2 separate regions of the Sus scrofa genome follow, and region 1 is linked to region 2. A link is a contact called in public HiChIP or PLAC-seq data. All regions are on one chromosome and are shown on one strand. The core of a region is the stretch at or near the end of the contact, and the rest is flanking DNA. Distances in the headings are between cores, read along the strand shown.

What was found. HiChIP or PLAC-seq counts read pairs in DNA pulled down with a chosen protein or histone mark.
Region 1: a contact with region 2 is called in an H3K27ac HiChIP or PLAC-seq map of skeletal muscle, with 5 times the contacts expected there. The contact joins two enhancer-like sites. A contact is called at or near these places in 2 of 47 Hi-C or Micro-C datasets (embryonic fibroblasts and skeletal muscle) and 1 of 2 datasets of contacts at active chromatin or transcription factors (skeletal muscle).

What each region holds. Positions count from the first base shown.
Region 1 is chr4:112,204,304-112,208,334 of Sscrofa11.1, reverse strand. No RefSeq gene overlaps it. Among named protein-coding and RNA genes, the nearest start is that of VAV3, 380 kb to the right of the region's middle. Within about 2 kb of position 1,729, at least 4 of the 83 cell types and tissues checked have an H3K27ac peak or open chromatin away from gene starts, as enhancers often do. A contact at or near this core is called in skeletal muscle, where this site is marked.
Region 2 is chr4:112,030,756-112,034,534 of Sscrofa11.1, reverse strand. The region is part of intron 16 of VAV3 (guanine nucleotide exchange factor VAV3); the gene reads right to left. Among named protein-coding and RNA genes, the nearest start is that of VAV3, 210 kb to the right of the region's middle. Within about 2 kb of position 1,529, at least 5 of the 83 cell types and tissues checked have an H3K27ac peak or open chromatin away from gene starts, as enhancers often do. A contact at or near this core is called in skeletal muscle, where this site is marked.

The sequences.
Region 1 (4,031 bases), core at 480-2,979, 170 kb before region 2:
CCACCTGAGCTGTGAAACAATTGCGGCGCTTACTGGCCTGATCAAAGGCTGGTGGGAGACCCTGAGCCAGAAAACCCCAAGGAACCTACTCCCTGATTCCTGACCCACAGAACCGTGGGATAATAGATGTTTGCTGTCCTCAGCCAATGAGGGCTGGACCAATTTGGTAATGTGGGAGTGGATAACTGATAGACCATCTCACCCTGTTTGATTTGTGCTTGTTTTTAAAGCGTTACTAATGTGAAAAGTTCTTACGATGATTCTTCCAAAGGCAAATATACACATAAGAGGGTTTTTTCTTTCATGTCTAAGTTCGTAATGTTTATTTTTGTATGTTAAATGGTGGCCCAAATGCACATGTTCAGACTCTGTTTATACATGTCGTCCCACTTAATCCTCATGAAAACCACTTGAAACAAGGTGCTGTCATCACCCCATTTTAAGCACACAGAGAAATTGAGGAACAAGCAGTGTAATCAACTTGCCCGAGGTCATCCAGCTAGTAAGTGGTGGAGCCACATAGACCAATGCTCAGGCTGACGACTTAACCACTAGTCAGTGCTACTGCTTGGACAAAAAATTTGATTAGAATATTGAAACAGGTCAAGTTGCCTTAAAAACTAGTTCTACTGGGGAGTTCCTATCGTGGCTCTGCGGTAACAAACCCAAGTAGGACCCATGAGGATGGGGTTCAATCCCTGGCCTCACTCATTGGGTTCAGACTCTGGTGTTGCCGTGAGCTATGGTTTGGTCACAGAGGTGGCTTGGATCCTATGTGGCTGTGGCTGGCAGCTGTAGCTCTGATTCGACCCCTAGCCTGGGAATTTCCATAAGCTGCGGGTGCAGCCCTAAAAAGCAAATGCAAACAAACTCACCAAAAACTAGTTCTAATATTGGAAAATGGATGGGGGGAGAATGCATCTGGGTGGTTGGGTCACTTCGTTGTACAGCAGAAATGGGAGGAACATTGTAAATGAACTATAGTAAAACTAGTTCTAGGGTAGAAGTTACTCAACTTCTGAAGTTTTCATGATTCAAAGATGGGATGTTACCAAGCTTTGAATTCTCAAAAGAATTAAATGAAATAAATGAGATTTTCAAAATATCTAAATGAGAAGAGACGAAGTCTAAATAATCACAGGGGGAAAAAAAAAAACAAAGCTTTTGCCTCTCTGAAGTAAGGTCATTCAAATCATTAGAAAATCTAAAAGCACTTGCTGATCAGACTCTTGAGTCATTATTAGATTTGCTGACGCATTCCAGCTCATCAGTATGTGCTGACAGCACGAGGTATGGGGATTTTGATACAGCTGCCCTGCCACCTGACCTAGGATCTCAGTAAATGTCCACAGTGTAGACAGCAGCTCCCCAGAATGAGTCTCTAGAGAAAAGCCTTAGGAGTTGTTCTGAAAAACCAGGAGCACCCATGCATGGCTGTATCATAGAGGAAGGTGGCCCTTCTCTCCGTTCAGGGCTGTGCTGCTCCAGATTCAGTGAGCTGAAGTAGGTGAAAAGACGGCCTGAGCTCTGTATGGCAAATGAAGGGAATCTGTTTCAGCACTGACAGAAGGAAAATGTGGCTAAATGCAGATCCTGTGTATTCTGCCTCCTATGTGCATGGAGCAGTAACAGCTGAAACGCACTGCCGCTGTGCCAGAGGTGGCGGTATGTCGAGGGCACATGTGGCCAAGCAGTTAATTCAGAGAGGTGGTGTCAGGACACCAGCCAAGGACTGGCCGGTCTCCAGTGTGACCACGAGCAGTTGTGGTTTCAGACGTTCAGTTATAACCATCCAGTCAGCTATTAGCGTCAGAAGTCAAAGCACATTTAGTTTTCAGTGCCCACAGGTCCCCACACAGCAGTGCTGGGGACTCATTCACCCCACAACTATTCTGACTTCCAGCAGGTGTCAGTGGACAGGTGCTAAGGACACCAGTGTGGGTATGGCAGACCCATGGTGCTGCTCCTGTGCCCTTACAGCAGTGGAATGACAGTGCAAAAAATTGTGAGCACAACTGGATACTCAACTTTTTTTTTTTTTTTGTCTTTTTGCTTTTTAGGGCCACATCCACAGCATGTGGAGATTCCCAGGCTAGGGATCTAATTGGAGCTACAGCTGCCAGCCTACACCATAGCCACAGCAACACCAGATCGGAGCCACATCTGCAGCCTACACCACAGCTCATGGCAATGCCAGATCCTTAATCCACTGAGCAAGGCCAGGGATCGAACCCACAACCTCGTGGTTCCTAGTTGGATGCATTTCCACTGCACCATGATGGGAACTCTTGGATACTCAACTTTCATAGTTCCAGTGTATTTTAAAACCTCTACATTTTTAATTGAAGTATAGTTTATGTACAACATTAATGACTGCTGTATAGCACAGTGATTCACATATATATATAACATACCCTTTTAAACATTCTTTTCTGTTACGGTTTTCATAGGTCATTGAATATAGTTCCCTGTGCTCTACAGTAGGAGCTTGTTTATCCCCTTCCTGTATGATCGCTTACATCTGTTGGCTCCATCCCTCCTCCAACCCCATCCCCCCTGGGCAACTACACGTCTGTTCTCTGTGTTTTGTAGATTATTTCATTTCTGTCCTATTTTAGATTCCACATGTGAGTGGTATGGTATTTGTCTTTCTTTTTCTGACTTCATTTGGTATATGAGCTAGTTGCATCCATGCTGCTGTGAATGGCATTATTTTACTCTTTGAATGGCTGCGTCGTATTCCATTGTGTGTATATACCACATCTTAATCCATTCTTCTGTTGATGGACACAGGTTGTTTCCATGTCTTGTTTGTTGTGAATAGTGCTGCTATGAACACAGGGGTGCCTGTATCTTTTTGAAGTGTAGTTTTATCTGAGGTGTGGGATCGTTGGCTCACAAGGTAACCCTATCCTTAGTTTGGGGCGGAACTTCCATGCTGTTTTCCAGTGGTCGTAGCAGTTGACAGTCCTGCCACTTCCAGTGGTTGTAGCAGTTGACAGTCCTGCCAACGGTGTAGGAGGTAAAACCTCTACCTCTTGATGAAGTCTTTGAAAATCCCTTACTCTGAATTGTGGGAGGAGAGACAGAATTTCACAAAACCACGGAGCTAGGATGGAAGGAAGGGAGTTCAACCAGGTAACGCTTTCATTCTCAGAGATAAAGACACGAGAGCTGTGTGAGCTTTGCCCAAAGTCCCTGGGCAGGTGAGGGGGTGTGGCTCTGCCAGCAGAGGGTGGGTTGCCTAGTCAGTCTTTCCAGAGTTCACCTTCCCTCAGGACTCAACACAGACCCAGTGTCCATGAGAGGGAGGGCATGAAGTGACTTTTGTGTTCCTTCTGTATCTGTTCTGAGGTCTCTCTCTCCATGTCTGGGTCCCTATGATTGTATTGTGTCTACAAATTCTGGAATTTTCTACCAAGCCAGTCTAGAGTGCTTGAAGAGTTGTTTTTCTCACTATTTTCCCGACTCCTTTCTAATTGATGCACCTGACTAGAGAAAGGATTCTTTTTTGAGCTCTTTTTCAGGACGCATGCATTACTTACAATAAAGATACCTTCTAAAGTCTGCCACATGTGAATGCATAACATTTCTAATCAGAGTCCAGCCAATCCCAGAAAACTAGTTTCAGTGAAAAATGAAGTGACTAATGGACTAAGTCTAAATGATTATGAGCTGGGTGAAAAATCCCATTTTCCTAGTCAAAATAATGTGGAGCTGTTAAATTCAACTTCTGAGATTGTTTGTGGGTTTGAATATTAATCTTCCTGCATGCACACCTTTTATTCCATCTGTAATTTGAATGCTCAAAATGTAATCATGTGTAAGAAACAAAGCATGAGCTCCAGTATTCAAAGGAAAAGCTGCAAGTCCATAATTTGGTTCCTAAGTATTTTAGGATCAATGTTTCTTTAGTACCTACTCTGTGTCAGGCTCTTTACTGGCATCCTTTTCATAGATGAGGGTTTACCTTTCATAACAGGGCTCTCGGACACTTCTAATTATCCCCTGTTAGGGAAGAGGAAAATGGT
Region 2 (3,779 bases), core at 280-2,779:
GACCCAGCAATCCTACTCCTGGGCATCTATCCAGAGAAAACCATGACTCCAAAAGACACATGTACTCCAATGTTCATTGCAGCACTATTTACAATAGCCAAGACATGGAAACAACCTAAATGTCCATCGACAGAGGAGTGGATCCAGAAGATGTGGTACATATACACAATGGAATATTACTCAGCCATCAAAAAGAACGAAATACCAGCATTTTTAGCAACAGGGATGGACCTAGAAACTATCATGCTAAGTGAAGTCAGCCATACAATGAGACACCAACATCCAATGCTTTCACTGACATGTGGAATCTGAAAAAAGGACAGACAGAACTTTGCAGAACAGATGCTGACTCACAGACATTGAAAAACTTATGGTCTCTGGAGGAGACAGTTTGGGGGGTGGGGGGATGTGCTTGGGCTGTGGGATGAAAATCCTGTGAAATCAGATTGTTATGATCATTATACAACTACAGATGTGATAAATTCATTTGAGTAATAAAAAAAAATGAAAAAAAAATGCCACCTAAAATTTAATCAGAAGTCTCCAAATTGATTTCTAAACACCCTGAACATTACAACTGTCTCATTTACCTTTTTTGTGGGGATGACAGCAGCTAGCATGATACCCTGCCCTTAATATTGGATTGAAATGAAAGACTCAAGCCACCCACACCTTTATCTGATCAGATTAGCATTCTACTAAACTACTTAAAGAAAGAATTTTCCCAAATTAAGTTTCTTTTCATTTATTCAAAGGAAAAGAATGTTTAAAACATGGACTTAGAATGTTTCAAATATCTGAAAGATTACCATATAGGGGAAAGACACATGTTCTATTTGAGTCCAAGAAGGGACATTAGGAAGAGAGACTTGAACAGACAGGTTTCAATTCATTATAAGGAAGAATTCTCTACAGTCAAAGCTAAGCCAAGTCGGAGCAAATCCTTCCAGAGGTAGTGAGTTCCTTATCACAAGAGGCATTCAAGCACAGAACTGGAAAGAAGTTGTAAAAAGGCTCAAGTGCTAAATGGCTGGAAAAGAGGCGTTTTAAACATCTTTCCTGAGTGTTTATGGGGTTATGAAACATTACGGTTTTTTAAAATCTCTGTCATTGCCCCCCCCCCGCCCCCCAACACACAGTAGATCAAAGGCACTGCTAGAAAATGTCAGAGAAACTAACACTGATTCAGCTTAATTTTATTTGCATTTAGTTGTAACCAGAGTAATATTTATTTGTTGATGGAAATTTTGATATCTATCTTTCATTCTTCCTTCTGCCTATGGCTTCTCCTCCCTTATAAGCAAGCTCAGGAATGCCAAAAATATGTCAAATAAGTATTAAATACCAGCAGCGAAAAAGGAGAGAGGTTGATCTCCGCCAGGCAATAACAGAACAAGAATACTATTTAATATTTACGAATGCTTTGTCATGCATGAAATGCTTTTGCATGTCTCTGGATCAAACAGGCTCCTGAAAGACTCCATTTTATGACAGCTGTGATTTTTCTGAGCACTGTCCCGTGTCCTACTTCCTTTTATTGCTGCCAGGAAACTGCAGTATCATATCCTATACGGACTTAACTGCCAATTTTGAAAGGTTATAGACAATACATTAGATTCGGGGAGAGCTGCACTGCTTCAACTTGGGAGATTAATGTGAATAGGTCAGGAGCACGAGGCTCAGCACAGCCTGGGGGCTGTGGATCGTGTTGGCATAGATTTCGTGTCCATAAACAAATTCTTCATATTAAAAACTGGTCATGAGAGCTTTTTAAGGAGAAAGAATAAAAGGTTGTCTTCAGAGTAAATAATTTCTCCCCAAAACCAATAAAGCACACATGTGGGGAGGCAAATACAGAGATGCTTGATGGACTGGTATTTTGGTAGTTGTGCCTGCAACGTTACCAGTTTCCAAATAGACACTGATGGGCTTTGAACACTCAGAAAATGCCAAAGCAGGTGTCATCACAGTCAAATGACACCAGCACATGCAGCTGGTCCAGGAAGGCTCACCCTGGGGCTGACTCTTGATACCAGCATGGTCTTATTTCAACCCCTTCTACTCTCTCTCGGGGTGCTCCCCAACATGGGAATTTCAGAATAAATAACGGGCATAGATGTCAATACTGGTGGGGAGAAAACATTTTAAGAGCACAAAGAGCCATCACTGATTCAAAAACTATTCTTGCTGATGTGGTTTGACTACTGAGTCAAACCACAAGCTAACCGTCTAGCTGCCACTGCCTGGATTCTTGGGATCTCGTCGTTCCCAATAAACCACAAGAAAACTTAGTGAACCCTGAGTAGCTCCAGTCTGTTATCTGAGCAGACTATTTCTGATATTCGGTGGGGCAGTACCGAATAATGCCAACTACATCAAATTCACCCAGGTGTTTTTGTTCTGGTTTTGGTGAAGGAGACCATTTTGCAGCCAAATCCTCCTGATGACTGAAACAGGAATGAGGGCTGCTAGGAAATCCATACCTGTGCCCAAAGCCACAAGGTGGCACCTGGACAGCTGGGATCTGTTAGTGGCTATACATACTCGGTACAGTCCCTGTGCAGAAACCATCACCCTGGTGCCGGAAGACAGGCTTTGCTAACGACACCACCGATTTTCTGGAAACACACCACACTCATTCGCTTACATATTATCTATGGCTGTGGTATTACTCCTTATTTATATATTTGAAAAGATCCCGACAGACCTCCCGACCAAGAAAACAAAGAAGAGGAGGGAGAGGCGGAAGTCCTATTATTCTAGTAGCAGCAGAAGTAGCAGCCCGGCAGCAGTACCTGGGGCTTGCTACGGAATTCTCTGACCTATAGCTTCCTGCAGATATTGGGGGATACCCATCTGGGCAAAAATATAAACAAAGGCAGCCTGTAAAGGTGCACAAGAGAATGTTAAACCATGCATGCCGTGAAGTCACAAACGTGCATGTCTCATCAATCAACAGCAAAACCACACTCATCAGATTTCTTAATCCTGAACTGACGGGGAACATGACGCAGCTTTATTCCTGTAAAACCCCGGGATGGCTGGGGAGGTGCTCTCTTTCTGACCCGAAGAGCCACTCCCGACAAGACAAGCAGAGCCAGGCGCCCTGGCCCCCTGCAGGGAGTGGCCCCCGGTGGGGAAAGTCACACTCCAGTGCCACTGAGGGTGTCGAGGGGACCCAGGAAATGGCGGGCCCATGGAATGAGTGTCCCTTGACCATCAGTACCGCAAATGTAGACAGTGATTGGATTTCACGTACAAAGTGGAGAAGGAATAGCGCCTCCCCGCTGCGTCTGACAGGGTGGAAACAATCAAGCAAGCCCCAAAGAATCAGGAGTGTGGACGGAGGAAGTGGGTGGCTCTGAGCACCTGAGCCCTGAGAACTGGTCTAAGTCCTATATCCTCCCCACCTCTAGAGTCGAGGAGGCCCCCAACAGCATATGAGGGCCATACTGTTCCGCAGTTTTTAGCAGAAGTACAGATTAGAGCAATATCACCCGAACGAATCTAGGTAAGGTGAAAATTACCCATCCTGCTTGGTTCTTTAAGTTCCATCCAAGCACTGAGTCAGACTTGCCAAAAAGAAACATACCTAGGAGGAGGAGGAGGAGAAGCATAATCGGGAAGCATCAGGTCAGGTGTTGACAAAAATGCCTTCAAAAACCTGCAATCCCATTTTTGAAGACTAATCCTAAAAAAAATAATGATAGGAGTTCCCGGGTGGCCTACTGGTTAAAGATCCAGTGTTGTCACTGCTGAGGTGCAGGTCCAATCACTGG